Regions from separate parts of the Sus scrofa genome. Here region 2 is linked to region 1. A link is a contact called in public Hi-C data. All regions are on one chromosome and are shown on one strand. Each heading gives the region's core, a stretch centred on a gene start, on an enhancer-like site or on the middle of the called end of the contact. The rest is flanking DNA. Distances are from core to core; before and after follow the strand shown.

Region 1 (4,096 bases), core at 1,326-3,825:
TCACGCGATCCTCCATCGCGCTCCACCCCAAGCGGCAGATGCACTTCCCTGTGCTCTACAGCAGACTGATGGCTTTGGACTGTCGATGTGTGTTGGAGGCGTGCGTGTTGGGCTGTGGGAGGGCGTGTTACGGGGCGCAGGCAGACACGCTGTGGTGCTGGCTGTCTCTATCAGGGGTTGTGTGTTTGGGAAGATATATGTGTCGGGCTGTGGGGATGAGGGGTTGGTGTGACGGGGGCTTCTGTGAGTTAGGAATTTCCTGCGGGTTGGGGTACCTGATGTTTCTTTGCCTACTCACTCCACAAATGCTTTTTGAGTGTGAAGCACATGCTGGATAGTCTGCTGGGTGCTGAGAATGGTGAGCAGAAGCGGGCACAGCCCTTACTCTCCTGGAACGAACCCACCGTCCAGTGGGAGAGGAGGAGAGGAGTGGGAACGGGCAGTGTGTCCTGGGTCCGGGTGGACGTGTGTGTGTGTGTGGGTATCCGTGAGGGTGCCGTCTCTGGGAGAAGGCATCTGCGTGTGTATCTGTGAGTGTGTATGGGGAGAGTGCAGCTGCTGGAGACCTGAGGAGGTTGAGGGTACAGGTGTGTGGACGTGGTTTGGGGACACGTGGTTGGGGGAGCTGGGTTGTGAATACATAGCGAGCGTGTGTTGCACATCTGGGAGAGTGGTGCGTACAAGGGATGTGGCAGAGGTGTGTGGAAGAGGGTAAGTAGGGTGTGTGAAGTGAGGGTGCATGGGGGGCTGTGTGCACACGCGTGAACCCGGGGGAGTGAACATGCAGGGGTGTGAGGGCTGGCGGGTTAGGGGTCCGTGTGGCGTGCGTTGGGGGCTGCTGGAGAACAGCAGTGCTTGAGGACTGTGGGAGCTGTGCAGAGCATCTCCTGTGGCCTGAGGATGTGCCAGTCCTGGTACCACTTGGGGTGGGCTCTCTGCCCCTGTACTCCATCCACTCCCCGCAGCCTGGCAGCCCTGGCTTCCGGGCTGGGTCCAGTGGAGAAGGGCCTGGGCACAGGGCCTCTTGAGGAAAAGGGGCGGCCTGGCCTCCAGAGTCCTGCCCTGCTTTTCCTCTTCCTGAGCTGAAGGGTGTCTCAGGAATGCAGGTGGGACACAGGAGTGGGGCTGTTGGTCCAGCTGCCACCTCTTCTTCCTGCTGCCCTGTTAACAAACCCATGGGGGCCTCCACTGCCCTTGTGAATCAAAGCAAAGCTACTGCTGGCAACCTGGAGCCTGCAGGAGGTCTGGCTCTGATAGTGGGGGTGGGGTGGGGAGGTGTTTGCTCAGGGGTGACTCGGGACCCAGACTTTCTGCATCGTGACCCCAACCTCCCATTCGCCTGTGCACTCATGTACACATACACGTGCGTAGCATCCCTCGGCCACTCCCCTCCGGACCTGCTGAACTCTGGTCCCCCAGAGACGGCCGGGTGGCTGGTTTTGGCAGCCTCTCCTCGTGGTGTGTAAAGTTGGGGCCTGGGTGGCAGGTGAGTGGGGGGGAATGGTCCTTGGAGCTGGCCGGGGCTGGGCTTACCAGCTCCACATCCTGCAGGCTCTGAAGCGGAAGCCCGACTTGTTCCTGTGTGAACGCCTGGATGTCAAAGCTGTGTTCCAGTGTGGTAAGTGGGGCCAGGGGCCAGGGGGGCCTGGGGCCCCCTTGGGAGGACGCTCGGGCCCCATCTCATGTGTCTCTGCCTCTCTCGCAGCTGTGCTGGCCCTCAAGTTCCCCGAAGCACCTACTGTCAAGGCCTCCTGTGGCTTCTTTGTGAGTCCCACGCCAACCCTTAACCCCCCGCCACCCCTATACCCAGCCTGCCCTGCCCAGGACTCCAGAAGGTCAGGGTGTGGTGTGCTGGTGTCGTCTCCAGGGAGACAGGGGGAAAGAGCGGGGGCTGACGGGCCTCTCCACCCTCTGTAGACAGAGCTGCTGCCTCGCTGCGGGGAGGTAGAACCTGTGGGGAAGGTGGTACAGGAGGACGGCCGCATGCTGCTCATAGCAGTGCTGGAGGTGAGAGGGAGCAAGCGGGGCACGGAGCGGGGTGGGGCGGCCTTCACTGCGGAGGCAGCTGCCCTCCTGGGGAGCTTGAGCCTCTGGCTCCCTAAACTCTCCGGTCCTGTTGGTTCATCAAGCAAATGGCTGAGAGCTGTTAGGCTGCTGTGAGGATCAGCGGGCTCTTAAAAAGCACGCACTGTTAGGTGCATTGGGCTGAGAACCTGTCAGGGGAGTGGGTGCCTGTGGCTGGGCATCCTTCCTGCAGAAAGGCCAAGGCCCTGGTGTGCTGAGAGCCCATCTCCCTCAGGCCATCGGGGGCCAGGCCTCCCGAAGCCTCATGGACTGCTTTGCCGACATCCTATTTGCTCTGAACAAACACTGCTTCAGCCTCCTGAGTGTGTGGATCAAGGAGGCACTTCAGTCACCTGGCTTTCCCTCTGCCCGCCTCAGCCCTGAACAGAAGGACACCTTCAGCCAACAGATTCTTCGGTGAGCAGAGCTGGCAGGGCCTGGGCTTGAGCCGGCGGGGGGCAGAGGAGGCCAGGGTGGATGTGCTAACTTGCTCTCCCTTTGCTCCTTCAGCGAGCGGGTAAACAAGAGGCGAGTGAAGGAGATGGTGAAGGAATTCACACTTCTGTGCCGGGGGCTGCATGGCACAGATTACACAGCTGACTACTGAGGGGCGCCCCCGTCCCGCCCACACTTCCTCCTTTACCGCTCCCAGCCCCCAAAGAGTAAACCTGAGTCCTCACTGCACTGCTGTCTCCGCTTCCTTTCCACTGCCACTACCCCCTAATGGGGTGACCTTGGAAGACCTGGGGGAAGGATGGGGGGATGCTGGAACCCAGGCCTTGGTAGGGAGTGCTGGGGCCAACCTGTAGCTCCTAGGGTGGAAGGGGCACTGCTCTAGTCAAGCTGCCTAGGCGGGAACCATTCCGAGAACTGCCCTGCCCTTCCGGCAGGTGGGGACTGCAGTGGTGTCCAGTTAAGTTCGTCCCATTATTCACGCATGCACACATTGATGTAATCAACAATGCTGAGTACCAAGCCTCTCATTCTGTCTCAACAAAGGCGACCTAGTCTCAAGCTGAGCTGGGGGAATGGGACCCGTGAGGAGGGCTGCATGGAGCAAGTTTCATTTCTGAAGGGAATAGGTGTTTCCTAGGTGGAGGACTTGGGGCTTTGGGCTGGAAGTGAGATGGGGCAGGTCCACTTGGGAGGGAAGAAATGCGGAGTAGCTTTGAATTCCAGGCTGGGTTTCTTGTGCGGGGTTAGGGAAACACCCAAACTTGCCCTTGGTTGAGGAGGAACAGAGAAAGTGGGACTGAGCCTGTGGGGGAGGATGCACGGCAGCCCCCAGAGGAAGAGGAAGGCAGGCCTTAAGCGTTGTCTGCAAAGCGGTAGCTCCCCACCCCTGATACCTGACCAGTACATGATGGGCAGGGCCTGGTCAGGACCAAGGACAGCTCCTGTCCAGCTGCTGCCCTGCTCCCTTAGCAGGGCTCCCTCCCTTTGTGCCCGCAGCCATAGTTCCTTGCTGGCTGCCTCTCAGCTCAGGCACCGAGCCTTCTCTTAAGTTCGATCTCAAGAGCAGGACTGGTTCTCCTCACTCCCAGCCTTGAGCCATGAGCCTCCTTGCAGGTGATGGGAGAACTGGTTATTCCCACATTTGTCTCCCTTTCCTGTTCTTTTCCCAACTTCTGCACCCATGCTCTGTCCCCCGTTCTGCATCCTCATTCAGTCTCTTCCCTCACCAGCCAGCATCAGCCCCTCTTTCATGTCATCCTGAGGTCCGTCTTTCCCGTTTACCCCTCCTCAGACCCATCTTACCTTACTCTTGATTTTTCACTTCTCCTGAGGTATGTGGAGATGTTTCACATACTCTCTGTCCTTTTCTCCCATGACGTAGCACCCAGGTGTCTTCCTCCGCCCTGCGGGGAACAAGTGTAGCATCTATAACTTGGAAGGATGAGGGGTCTGAAGAACAGCTTCTAAAATCAGACCTGGGCTTGGTATCAGTGATGCCGCTGACTGCTGTGTCTTGTTAGACTGGCAGTTAGCGTCTTTGAACCTCAGTTTCCTCATCTGTAAATGGGACAGCTCT
Region 2 (4,036 bases), core at 401-2,900, 720 kb before region 1:
GAAATTTAGATGTACACTCTTTTTAAAGGGGGTGGGGATGAAGACTGTTACATTTGGATGGATGGGCAATGGGATCCTGCCATGTAGCACAGGGAACTATATCCAATCCCTTGTGATGGATCAGGATGGAGGATAACATGAGAAACAGAATTTCTATGCATGTCTAACAGGGTCACCTTGCTGTACAGAAGAAATTGGCAGAACATTGTAAATCAACTATATTATAAACAAATGCACAAATAAATAAAGGGGGTGGGGAGGACTGCTAAAAAGAAATTAGCCGTTTGAGAACGACCACTTTAGAAGAACCCATCAATTTACGAATTCCAATTACATATTCTTATTAAGTCACTAAAAAAAGCCCACAGGGACCGCCCATAAGGAAATTCTTATTCTAAAATCAATTGCACACACACAAAAAACTTTAAAACTGAATATCTGAACACACTGGACTTTAAGCTGTGACTGCTGGACCAAGGGGCTCTTCTCTCAACCAGGGAGACTCTCCTAGCTCTTTGGTCCAAAGAAGCCCTCCTCCCGGCTCCCAGGGTTAGGAAATCCCTACTGGCTCACGGCCTCCCCCCTCCTCACTCTCCAGCACGTTCTCGGGGACCCACAACCTCTGCCACTTGAAAACAGACGTACAAGCTCATCTCACGCTGGAAGTCGTCTTCTGGATCAACAGCTTTCGGATCCTTGCTCTGGGAGGCTGACTGAGGGGCAGTGACTTCCGGCACCGGACCCAGGGTCACGTCGAGCCTTTCAACCCACTCCAGATCCCGCTTAAATTCGCCCAGACACTGCTTCAGGCCATTCTAGGAAATCCAGACACGAAGCTCACAGGGAGGAAACAGGCCAACAAACCAAGCGTTAGCCCTCGAGACCCCGACAGGTCGTGGACCCCCCTGGCAATGCGCAGGCTGCGTCTTCTCTGGGACTAGAACGCAGTCTCCCGGGCACAACCGTGCCTCGTGCGCACCCCACGCCCAGCCCCTCCCGCCCGGCGCCCGAGCTCACCACGTCGTTCACGGCCTTCTTCGGCCCCTCTAACACCACGTTGAGGCCTGGCTTCAAGAGGCCCCGGGAAAACGCGTCCTGCAACTACAGGCACGACCGGCAGTCAGTACCGGAGAACCAGGACCCCTCTCCCGTGCGCAGCCCAGCAAGCTCGGCGGACACCTACCTCTCGGTCGGTGACCAGAGAGTCATCAGAATCGGAATCCGAACCTGAGAGCGGGGGAGTATCCATCTCGCAAAGCGCACGTCCACACCCGCCGGAGGAGGCAGCGGAGCCCTAGGTCTCCGCGGCTACAAAAGGGTGCCCCTCGCCGCCGCCGCCGCCTCCGGCTGTCCGGCCGCTGCCCGCCCACCGCAGCTCCACGTGTATCCGAACACCACCAGGGCCCTCAACTCCCCGCCGCCACTCAACCCTCTGAGCGGGACTTCCGCTTCCAGCCGAAGACACACTTCCGGTTTGCCGTCGCTATAGGAACCGCTCCGGCGTCGGAAAGTGCGGGGCTGCTTAGGATCCCTGGGTAGTACCCTGCATCCACGAGCGGTCTGGTGATCCGCAGAGCAGAAGCGACAGGTGGGACGGGGCTCTGGGGATCGTCCGGAACAGGGAGCCGCGAAGGCAAAGGAAAGAGGAGAAGCAGGAGCCGGGTCGAGGGCGCGGAAGGAGGCTGCTGAAGGGAGGTGGGCGGAGAAGGCCCTGGGGGCGGGGTCTGGCTCAGGGGCGGGGTCAGGGGCGGGGTCAGAGGCGCGTCGCGGGGGCGGGGGGCGGGGGGGCGGGGGGGGCTCGGTGGGGGGTGACGCGTGTCTCCGAGCTCCCCACCTGCGCTTCATCTTCAGCAGAACTCTTTACCCGGGACCATGTCCACCGTGGTAGCTCAGTCGCTGCATGTTTTTGGTTTTCGATCCCACGTGGCCAACAATGTCTTCTTCTTCGATGAACAGATCATCATATTTCCTTCAGGAAATCATTGTGTGAAATACAATGTGGATCAAAAGTGGCAAAAATTCATTCCAGGTAAAACACTTTCCAGTCTGACATACGTAACCATGTGTGCCAAATATAATCCCATAATCCCATCCCGACGATTGAGAAGGAAACCTCTTTGACCAACTTGGGATATACCTGTGGTTTTATAAATGTGAAAGAAATATGGGTCTACGTGCCTTATTTGATGTATAGATTAATGAGTCGCACATACACAGCTAAGATTACATGTAAAATCATGTTAATATTAATGCACTTTTTAAACTGTGATTTAATGAAAGAAATATTTGGAAGAGTTTCATGCATCTTCAATATCGCTGTCTTTGAGTTTTACAACAGTTTTCCAGAGTACACCACTTTCATTACAGCACCTTTTGAGTCTATGTGTGATGACGACCCTGGAGGTTTTATCCCAAATCACAAATAACCATCCCTGGTGTGTTCACAGTGGTCCTGCTATTGATTTCCGTGGTTTCCACCATTTAACCACCTGCTCTTTTTCCGACTCCTTTTTTGCATGCAGCAGGTCTTATTGTGACAAATGCGTACAAAAGACTTTTGCGTACAAAAGATCTTTGAGCCTGCCCGTAGGATAGGAAACAGAACATTACCAGTTCCAGCGTTTCTCCCTGATTGCATTCTTCCCACGTGCATGCCCACTCTCACCCCACCCTGGACTTTGCTATTATTCCCTTATTCCTCTGTGTAGTTTTACACGCCTATCTGTGTGGCTTTAGGTAAGATGCCGCTTTTTTTAGTCTGTGCTGTTTGCCAACTTTATTTACATGTAATCATAGTGTATGTATTCTGTGACTCGCTTCTTTTGCTCAACAGTATGCTTTTGAAATTCATGCATCTCGATACATATTAACTGCGTTTATATTATTACTGTACAGCATTCTGTCATATGACTCTAGTATCTCAAACGTATTTATCCATCCTAGTGTCGATGGCCATTTCAGAACCAGCATTTGTCACTGTTACTAACCACGCTGCTACAAACATTCTTGCCTTCATGTGTACGCATCTCCTTGTGCAAAGATGCTCCAGGACATGCACCAGGGCTGAAATTACTGGCTCACGTGGTAGCACCAATCCACACTCCACCAAAAGGCCGTGGCAGGAGGAGGCCATGCCTCCGCCAGGGCCTCACCACCCTTTGCTGTTATTTTACTTCCTAAGTTTTTGCTTGCCTAGTGCTTGAGAAGGGGTATCTTACTGTGGTTTTAACGTGTATTTATCTCATACTAATGAGGATGAATATTTTCACACAGGTAAGGGGCTACTCCTATTTACTTTTCTAGGAAATGTCTTATCTTTTTTTTTTTAATTATTTTCCACGTTTCAGGGGTGGTAATATTTCTAGTGATTTATGGACACACTTTATATATTCTGTATACTAATCCTTTGCTAGATATGTATATTCCAAATAATTTCTCCCAGTTTAGGGCTTATGTTTTCTTCCTCCTTATGATATCTTGATGGACAGAAATTCTTGGCCTTAATGAAGTCAATTTTTTTTTTTTTTTGCTTTTTTTAGGGCCGCACACATGGCACATGGAGGTTCCCAGACCAGGGGTCGATTTGGACTTGTAGCTGCCAGCCTACACCACAGCCACAGCAGCCCCAGATCCAAGCCTCGTCGGCAACCCACACCACAGCTCACAGCAATGCTGGATCCTTAAACCACTGAGCAAGGCTGGGGATCAAACCTACATCCTCATGGATGCTAGTCAGATTTGTTAACCACTGAGCCATGACGGGAGCTCCTTAATGAAGTCAAATTTATCAATCTTTTCCTCTTCATGTCTTGTTAAGGAATTATCCCTTACCCCAAACTATTAATATATGTCCTATATTATCTCTTTGATGCTTTACACTTTTGCCTTTTGCCTTCTAGGCTCTGGGTTAGGCGGGTAGTAAGTCTATGAGGGGGATAGCAAGGAGATCAGTGTGGCTGGAGTTGGTGAATGGAGGAGCAAAAGGTGAGGCAGAGAAGTAATGGAAGCAGCATCCCATGGACTTTGAGGTCAGAGC

Evidence for each region. Hi-C and Micro-C count contacts between places; a contact is called where the count stands out from the background.
Region 2: a Hi-C map of liver shows a contact between it and region 1, with 4 times the contacts expected there. The contact joins the promoter of EBNA1BP2 here to the promoter of DPH2 in region 1. A contact is called at or near these places in 1 of 5 promoter capture datasets (liver) and 1 of 47 Hi-C or Micro-C datasets (liver).

The regions. Positions count from the first base shown.
Region 1 is chr6:167,326,239-167,330,334 of Sscrofa11.1, reverse strand. DPH2 (2-(3-amino-3-carboxypropyl)histidine synthase subunit 2) reads left to right here and starts at 2,575. Exons shown (of 6, transcript XM_021096833.1): 1 at 2,575-4,096. It overlaps IPO13 (importin-13), which reads left to right. Exons shown (of 19, transcript XR_298727.3): 15 at 1,552-1,618; 16 at 1,706-1,764; 17 at 1,918-2,007; 18 at 2,300-2,481; 19 at 2,575-2,748.
Region 2 is chr6:168,047,100-168,051,135 of Sscrofa11.1, reverse strand. It overlaps EBNA1BP2 (probable rRNA-processing protein EBP2), which reads right to left and starts at 1,650. Exons shown (of 9, transcript XM_003128081.4): 1 at 1,184-1,650; 2 at 1,018-1,101; 3 at 646-815. The coding sequence starts at 1,249.